Regions from separate parts of the Gossypium hirsutum genome. Here region 2 is linked to region 1. The links are chromatin contacts, called in public Hi-C maps. All regions are on one chromosome and are shown on one strand. The core of a region is the stretch at or near the end of the contact, and the rest is flanking DNA. Distances in the headings are between cores, read along the strand shown.

Region 1 (5,010 bases), core at 1,390-3,889:
AATTAATTAAACTTGCTGAACCAGGCCCATGATTGCCTCTTTAAACTTCTTTGATCTAGCATGTGTTATAAAGTTGATGGGAATTTCAATTGGATCCTCTATTGAAATGAGCAACTTGGAGTTGGTCCACTTAATAAACTCGAATCACTTCAATTGTTCCCGTGCATGTATCAGTCAGTTCACCATTGCTTTTAAGAAGTACTTTTGGCACAAAAAGTGTTTTTGGGATAAAAACATTGTTAAACAAGATACTTTTTTTAGAGAAAAAATGCTTTTCAAACCTCAAAAACCCATAAGTGTTTTTGACAGAAGTAAAAGATTTTAACTTCTCCTTAAAAGTGCTTTTTGCCCCAAAAGTACTTATTAAAAGCAATTCTAAATTGACTTTTCATAGGAACCTACTTATAACTTAATAGAGAATAATTTTAATTATTTTTATTTTATTCTATTTCATTTGAGATTATATTATCTTTTATCAAACAATCTAATTATAATCAATATTTAATTTTAATTAATACACCAAATAAATTTTATAGCTTAAATTCAACCTTTAATTTTTTTCAATGCATAATATTTTGGTTTATTAGTCATAACCTTGGTTTGAGAAATAAAAACAAATCCCCTATATCCAAGTTAAAAACCTTTAATAAATAATATTTTACTAATAATTTTATCTTTTATACAAAATTTTTAAATAAAATAACTAAAAATATATCAAATATTTGAGAATTGAACCAATATTAATGTCTTGTATCTAAATTTTTAGCACTCTACTTACAATTTAATTAAGTATTAAATTTTTATAAATATATTTTTATAGAAATTATTTTCATTTGGGTGTGATGTAATGTAGTGAGATGATTTGTGGCATTAGTTTTTTTTTGAGTATGTCATAAAAAAAGTCAGAAGACATAATTAGATATTAATTTAGATTTGAGAAGCAGTAAGGAGCTTAATATTCATGCTTTTCTTTTGTGGCCAGGCCTTTTGACTTTTTTATTTTTGAAATGATTTCTTAGTAAATTTTTTTTTTTGAAAAATCCCAGATGATGAAATCGTTGACTTTGATCAATTCTTAATCTCTCTATAGTGTATTAAAACCATCCTTAAATTTTAATTTTAGCCGTAAGTGTCATTTTAGATCTATGGCTGGATCGTACTGTCGTACATGTCTTTATAATGAAGAATTAGTTGTTTAAGATTCATATTAAAATTACTCATCTGTTTTTCTTTTTTCTTTTTTTTTTAAGAATAACTCATCTACTTAATTAGTAATGATGTATGATATTTACGAATGATATTCAATTATATAAAAAAACTTACATTTTAATACATAAAAATACCAATTTTAATTTATTAATCTTTGATTTGAGTTTTAAAATTAATTTAATGAATTAGTAAGTTCAAATTTTTATGAGTTTGTCAATTAAAATAAATTTAGTGTTATTATAAATTTATTTAATTATGTGTTTAATTTATTAAATATAATATGATGACTATTTTTTTAAGTTTAAATTTTATTTTAATAAAAATTAATTGTTATTATAAATTTTCATCCAACAAACCTTAAAATTTAAATTAAATACAAAATCCAACACCATTAATATAAAATATCAAAATATATAATTTTTTATGTTATACAACTATAACATTAAAGAAATCATATATATACTATATTTAAAAAATCAAATTTATTAAATAAAAAAATTGAAAATGATGCTTTGGAAAAGGATAGTGGCCATTGGTACTGATACCGATGGGTTAACACCAAAATATTCTACGGCACAATTTCGGACCGCTACTTTTCAAAGATTCCCACGGTTAATGGTGGCTACCATTTCTCGGTTGTTGCAATGCAGAATTATTAGTACACATTATTGTCAGCCATATAAAATATACAACAAAAATACAAATAAAAAATATATTTGCTAAAATTTTATTTTATTTTAACAAAATACTAAATTTTATTCTAAAATCAAGTAAGATTTTAATTGAAATAATTAAAATTTTAAATTTTATATTAATATTTGTTATTTTATAAAAAAGTTTTGGTAATTTTTTAAGTGAATATTAAAACCCAATTGAAGAATAATATCAATTTAGTCAAAAGCTTAAGATATATTATAAACAAATTAGTTATGACAAGTGGATAAAAGATTATATAAAAAATATATTTATAAAAATATTTTGTAAAAATAATTTAAAGTTTTAACTAGAATGATAAAATTAATATTTTAAAAAATTCGGTATTTAGTTTAATTCCATTTAATGATGGTTTTATTTTTATATATTTTATATAAAATAGAAAAAGATAAAACATCGCGTTTATCTATTATTATTATTATTATTATTATTTAAATGAAAATATTTTTAACCATTTTAAAAGAATTGATGTCTAATAGATTTATGATATTAGAAATATAATATAAACAGATAATAAATACTATTAGATCTATTTAATATTTAGTGATAAAATATGATAAATAATATTATAAAATTAAATTTAAAATTATTTAATATTTTTTAAATAGTAAGATGAGATTTTGTGTTGATTCCAGCTACACTCAAACCTTTGTTTGAGTGGGAAAATTACAAAAATATGTGCCTCAAACCAACTTGAGCATGCAGAGAGCTATCTCCAATTCACTGAATGCTCTTTTTTTTGTCCACACACTTGTTAACACTAGAGCATGTGACACCATAAAAGAAAAAGGCTAATGTGAAAATAATATAATAATAAATTATATATCAAAGTTAGATTTTTAAAGGAATAATATATCATTTTCGCTAGTAATTAGGTTGATTTTGATATTATACGTTTTTATTTATTTTAATACTTAAACTTGACAATTTGATCTATTTTAGTCTCAGAATTTGGATTCCGTCAAGATTTGATGATGTGATCAGTATTTTTGAATATAATTGGATTGATCAGTTGGACCGATTGAATTGAGAACTGACTAGTATACTAGTCAAAATAAATGGATTGAACCGATTGAATCAAAAATTGCATAGACCCGATAAAAATCTAAATCTAGGACAAAAATCAGTAGTTGAATATGTTGAACTAGTTTAATAATTTTTTTATTGTTTTAAAGTTTTATGAATTTTTAATTATTTATTTAATTGTTGGTCTAATAGTTGAACCGATCATATCGGTTGAATCGAAAATCAATGGTCTGACTGATTCAACCACTGGTCTAGTTATTAGGACACTATTTGACACTCTAAGATTATATCACGTCATCATTTAAAAAGCTATATAATTTTTTAAATTTTTAAGTGATAATGTGGCACAATCTCAGATGCCATGTCATTAAACTTTTATATATTTCAAGTTTAAGGTCTAAAATGAATTTAGTTGGTAAGTTTAAAAAACCAAAATGAATAAAAAAAAATCCAAGTACCAAGTGAACCTAGTTGCCAAGGCCAAAAATTATAATATCCCATTTTTAAATGTAAAAGTTGGTTATTTTAAAAAGCAAGTAGGTTTTTAAGAGGTGGTTTAGTGATGAAAGTTATTTTATTTAAATTTTTATATAAAAAATAAAAATAAAAAATTTACAGTAATAATTGTTATTTTAAAAAAATTGTAATACTTTTTATGATTAAATCAATATTTAGTTGGGTCAAAGATTTTGTAATAATATAAATACTTATTCAAAGGTTAAGTTATTTGTTCAAACTTAAAAATTTTATTTAAAATTTCAGTATATGAATAAAAATATGAGATGTAAGAAAAAAAAAACACTTAGTTTAAAAATATTTGCAAAATTGAGGGCAATCTAAGTACAATTCATTAAAAATGTATATCTTCCATAGCTTGCAGGATAGTTAATGTGAGAAGACGAGAACATCTTTTACAAGGAAATAGTACGTAAAAGATTATCAATTTCAATTGTTATTAGTAAATAGAACATTAGTAAAGAATCATATTTCGAAGGTTTACACTTTCACTAGGTTGCTACCGTTTGAATTTCATAATTTCTCTTTTCATTAATTTAAACATATATTTGTAGTAAATAATAATAATAATATGCTTTAAGGGTTCGAACAAAGGTGAGTGACATTGTAAACTTGCGGATCCAATCCTGATTATGGGTACGAATGAACTCCTCTTCGGCCAATGGGCCTATTTTTGGAGTTCATAATTGTTATGTCTCATTATTAATATTTTGCATAAATACATGAAAAAGAGATTCTCTTGGGGCAAAATTTAAATATTCATTTTTTATTAATGACGTTTCTATTAATAATACTTACAGTCAATATTATTCTCTATGGTATCATTCTTTGGGAAGTACATTCCATATTAAGAAAGCTATATAGGTAATCTTATACAAAACTTCCACATTGTAAATGCTGTGGAAGTAATGTTGGGCATAGCTTTCATATTTAGAAAACTATGGCACCAACCTAAGAAACCACGCTCCAAATTAAAAATGGATACAACACTCTATATTGAAATAATTGACCTTGGGAACAACACTCCATGCCGACAACCATTAACATTGGGAACTATATTCCTTGTTAGAACAACTAATCTCGGGAATGACACCTTTTATTGGGAACAACTAACTTTGAGAATGACATTTCATGTTGAGAATGCTATAGATCTAAACTTAGGTAGAATGACAAGATTCGTGGGTTTGCTTCATTTTTGGTATGTTTGAAAAGCATGATTTAGAGGCTCCAAATACGATCAATGTTAAGAAGTCCAGCTTTTCTCAAAATACAATTGCTTTTCCTTTCTAATCAAATAGAAATTACATTTTCATATGAGCATGCAAGTAATGTTATCTACATTATTATTTAAGCCTTTAAGTGAATTGGCATTATGAGTCAACTTGATATCAACTCGGTTAGAAAAATTATGAAAATATCTTTTTATAATTAAAATAAGTTATATCATTCGAGGGTGTTTTAATCTTTTCATTTAGCAATAAATATATATATGATGGAATTTGAATCCACATAATTAGTAAAACCTAAATTTACTACTCAATCAAA
Region 2 (5,010 bases), core at 930-3,429, 100 kb before region 1:
CATAATAACATCATTCATGACGAATGACAGTTTTGCTCATCACGACCTTTCAGCACATGCAACACTGTAATCTTTTGTGGAATACAAGATTTTAGTATCACTATCAGTTTATGAATATAAAGGAACTTAATACTTCATCACTTTGTAGTTCCAGCAGCTGAGGCCTGACACTCATGTTCAATGTAACTATCAGTTTGGATGCTTTACCTTGGATACATGAAGCTAATCTGATCTTTGCCTTGAAGGTATTGCTGAAGCATCTGTGGATGGTACTCTAATATCTATTTGCAACTTAAAATAAGATGAAGTAAACATTAAATAGAAGAGGGCATTAAAATGGATAATTTATCACTAAGGCAAGAACTAATCTCTATGCACATAAATACCTCTCTATAAATTAGCTCTCGGACATCATCTTCTGATAATTTCCTTCTTTCAAACTCAAATTCCAATTTTGAAATGGGTTGCATGGATGGTTCATTGTCCACATTTGCCAATCCATGGAAATATGGATCAGCTAATGTCTGCATAAAGAACAATCATATAAGTTAGGAAATACAATAACGTAAGAAGAAAAGAGATTCAAACCTTAAAACTATTAGAACCCCTATAGTTTACCTCTTCAGCGGATGGACGATCATTAGGATCGAATGCGATCAGACGCTCAAGCAATTTGAGGGCCAATGGATCTGTATTTGGGAATTTTTTTGAGAAAGGAATTGGTTTCTTTTTTCTCAAGCTATTCAAATAATTTCTAGCTTTTTCATTCTTAATCTGCAGATATTATGAAGAATCAAGATGGTTAGAAAAGATGTTGTCCCTGTTTAGAAAAAGCCAGGGAAGTATCTTAAAAGAGATGGCAAACCCTTGCAATTGTTTCAGCAGAGGGAGTGCCAAGCAAATCGGTCACAAGATCCAATTGGTCCACCACATTCTTCCCTGGAAACAATGGTTTTCCAGTGATCAACTCAGCAAATATGCATCCTACACTCCAAATATCGACCGCAGGGGTGTACTGCACAAATAATTGGGTTTAAAAATCAATTAAACAAAGTTCCTAGAGAAGTTTTGCTCAATTTGGTTCACCTGAATAGAATATAATTTCTACTAGCAGTGTATGCGTATGACATGTATATGATATATCTAGACATTCTTCAATTCACAAAGTATATGCAAGGAAGCTTCTTTCTTACTCAAGAACCGGCCATTTTACCTCCTCAAGCAGGGTAGCAAGCATGACACAAGAAGAAAACTAAAATATATAGTTTTTGTCGTTGCCTATTAACACAAAAATCCCTAAAAAGACTAAAAGAGGACAACTGAAAATTAATTATACATCTGACTAACAATTCCTATATTAAAACAATTGAAGAAAAGGAAAACAACAGTACATACGTTGGAGTAAAATGAACCGCACAGTTCAGGAGCACGATACCATCGAGTTGCCACATAATCCTTAACAGATTAAATGATGATCAGATAGTGAAAACAGCAAACATGGTACACACAATAGTTATGAATAGCAAAGCAGTCAGAAGCAAGAAAGAAGCACTAACAGTCCAAAAAATAGCAGAAGGAACGTCCGTAAATGACACCCGAGCGAGTCCAAAATCACAAAGTTTCAGTTTGCAATCCGCATTAGCAAGTATATTTTTTGGCTTTAAATCTCTATGGAAAACATGTGCTGAAAAAATTGAAAGGAAAAGATTAATAAAAAGTGGGTCATTTATAATCACAAATTGGTACAACAATTGAGATGTAAAAGAAGGCAACCTGTGTGAATGTATTTCAGACCCCGAAGAAGCTGGTATAAGAAAAACTGATGATGCTCAGGGGTTAGATCATCATTGATTTTTATAACATGGTGAAGATCAGATTCCATCAACTCAAAAACAACAAATATGTCTTTGAATTCTCTTTGACATGGAGGAAGCATTATGTGTTTTATCTGAACTATGTCAGGGTGACGCAGCAGCCGTAGAAGTTTGATCTCTCTCAGAATACGTGTGGCTTCAGATGTGTGCTCAAAGATATTGGCTATCTTCTTAATAGCTACCTTCTCTCCAGTGTGAGTATCAATTGCAGAGGCAACCACACCATAACTTCCTGTGCCTACTACTTCCTTTATTTCATATTGACTTGCTTCGCCATATTCGGTGAAAAAGTCTTTGCCAAACATTTTCTGATTAAAACAAATAACCATTAGATTCAATCTGAAAGAAAGTAACATGAAAAAACTTACTCCTAAGCATTCTCACAGTGTACTTAAAAGTTATACAAGAGAAGCATATCAAACCACCTATCATATAATATGAATGTTATGATTAACTCAAAGCCATTGATTTGGTAGATTTCTATATAGAGCCAAATGGATCTAACTACAGATTTATGTTCAAAATATTTTCTAAATATAAGAATAACTGTCACCCTTTGTTGAATGTTCAAGACTAATAAGAATCTCCAAGAAAATAGCTAAGAGGAGAAAAGAAAAAGCTTTATGCAGACGAATACTAACTATCATTAAAACTCAATAAAAGAAATTCAACCCAATAAACTTATAAATAAATCCCCTTTTGTTTTTCAGTCATTTTCATCGTAAAAGCTAAAATTTTCATTCTATGAGGAAACTTTCAAGCTTCAATATCACACATCTAACAGACATTCAAACCGCAGAAAAAGAAAAAAAAAAGTCTCATTTAAAAGAAAAACAGATACTTTAACTGATTAAGGAGCAAAAAGAGAAATTACTCTTTTTTTTTTTGTCGGCAAAAGAGGCCAAAGCAGAAGCTTGAATATTGATGAGTGATGAGAGAAGAGCTTCCTTCAAATAAACGCGGAGACAAGATATGAACTGCTCAAATAACACCTGCAACACCTTCTACGTATGAAAATACAGTGTAACGTAAACGTATATTTATACGTATATATAATACCCCGTATCAAGTAGGATGCTGACAAAAACTTGAATATGTCAAAACAGAACTGCTGTCAGAAAGGTCATCATTACTATTTATGTCACAAATATAAATTTGATAAAATACCGAATTTTTTTAAAAAAATCATCATATTTTTCTTTTGTAATAAAAAAAGGCATATTCATCTGAAAAAAGGACTTGATCGAAATTCGAACCTTATCTTATCCCCACGTTTCCGGAGCTATAAAGAGAGAGGATCGGGGAAGAGGTGAGGTGATGTCGTTTCAGGCATCGGCCATAGATGATAGTAAGTAGGATTGCTATTAAGTTGTAATATTAATAATTAGAATGAAATTTATCAGAAGGGGAAAGCAAAGCAAGGCAAGTTGAGTTGAGATTTTGACGCGGAGGCTGCGAATCGCTGAGTGGATGAAACTCGTGCGGTGAAAGGGTGATTTAGGGTTGAGCTCCGTCGCTTCTCCCTTCCCTCCCTTCACCTTCCGCACGCCCTATATTTATGGTTTTATTAACATGGCCAAATTTCGTATTGGGGATGATAATGAAGGAGGTGGTGCCACGTACGCAAAATACATTTGGAGTTCAATGTCTTGCACTGCAATTTGAGGGAGTAACTTTGTCGTCTGTGTTACGTAAGGTAACATCATTCGTCTATGAAATTGGAAATTTCTTATATATCAATTTAGATTTCTTTTCTTTTCTTTTGGGGCCAAGAAAATAGTCAACATCTTTAAGGGAAAAACTTATTAGTTAGTAAGAAAATTTCAATTTGATTATTTTTAAGTTTTTAAAATTATTTTTCCTCTAATCTGACTGCTAAGTGTGACACTTTTTTACTTAATATAATAATATTAATAGTCCTCATTTTTTATATTTTCTATAAATTTGATCTTAATTTTACATTCAAATTTTAAAAATCTTAAAATTAATTAAAAATAAAAAATTTTTATAAAAAAATTTAGAAAAATAAAACTTTAAAAATGTTGTCGTTAAAGAATTAATATGTATGAGAAATAAAAAAAATTGTCTTTCATTATAATTAAATAACAATTTTAAAACTGAACAAAAAACAGTTAGATCATTACATTGCATGCTTTATCAATGTTTCAAAACTAAATTAGTAATATATTCAATTTAAGTTTTATACCCCTAAAGAAAATCTAAAATTGATCTTACATAAGCTTGTCATTTTTTTTAGCTAAAATATACCTCAAAATTTTCTTTTTCAAACTCAAATCAAAATTTTAATTAATTTAAATTATTTTCAAAATTAAAATTGTAAAAACAAATTATTTGTTTTTTTCTTTTCTTAGGATATGAAAGCTATGTCAAGAAACAGAAGATGCAAAAAAAAAATAATCAACCATTAATTTTGCTTTTTTTTTATGTTTTTTAAAGTATGAGTATTGTATATTTCCATACAAATAATACAAAGAAAAAAGTTGGATGGCTTAAAAATATTTTTTTCTCATTTTCTTTCACTTAATCTATTTTTGAAAATTTTATCTACTTTTATTTTTGTTTTTAGAAATTTTTAAATTTAAAAAAAATTATTTTTTATTTTTTTATAATTAAAATCAAATTAATAGAAAGTATAAAAATTAAGAATTAAAATTATTATTATACCAATTAAAAAAGTGTCAAAAAAAATTTTTAAAATTTTAATGACCAAATTATATTTTTTTAATTAACTAATCAAATCGAAAACTTATCAATAATTTAGTATTTAGTGGACAAACAATATAATCTCCCTTTTTAATGTCAAATTAAGATCGTGCTTTTGTTTTTCCTAATTCACGCGTTTTAAAATAATTTTTTTATTATTGATGATATTTTAAATTAAATTCATATAAAGATTATATAATTAAAATAAAAAATCACTCCCCTGTTATTATTTTCTTTTTGTCATTTTTTCCCTTAAATTTCATCCATAATCATTAGTTGACTTTCTGAAACAAATGTAATGCATTTTTTACTGGTGACTTAACAATAAAATTTTGTATTTAATCATTAAATTATATAAATTCCATTTTTATTAATTATATTATTAAGTCTAAAACGGTTGGGTGATGAAGGT

What was found. A called contact is a pair of places that touch in the nucleus more often than the background predicts.
Region 2: a Hi-C map of leaf shows a contact between it and region 1, with 3 times the contacts expected there. The contact joins the promoter of LOC107886295 here to the enhancer-like site in region 1. A contact is called at or near these places in 11 of 34 Hi-C or Micro-C datasets (hypocotyl, leaf and petal).

The regions. Positions count from the first base shown.
Region 1 is chrA03:89,308,775-89,313,784 of Gossypium_hirsutum_v2.1, reverse strand. No RefSeq gene overlaps it. Among protein-coding and RNA genes, the nearest start is that of LOC121222992, 99 kb to the left of the region's middle. Within about 2 kb of position 2,639, at least 1 of the 9 cell types and tissues checked has an H3K27ac peak or open chromatin away from gene starts, as enhancers often do. A contact at or near this core is called in leaf, where this site is marked.
Region 2 is chrA03:89,408,655-89,413,664 of Gossypium_hirsutum_v2.1, reverse strand. LOC107886295 (mitogen-activated protein kinase 17-like) reads right to left here and starts at 2,179. Exons shown (of 10, transcript NM_001326724.1): 1 at 1,774-2,179; 2 at 1,557-1,684; 3 at 1,396-1,455; 4 at 866-1,015; 5 at 619-774; 6 at 387-524; 7 at 208-281. The coding sequence starts at 2,179. It overlaps LOC121222992 (a long non-coding RNA gene), which reads left to right and starts at 3,434. Exons shown (of 3, transcript XR_005920344.1): 1 at 3,434-3,570.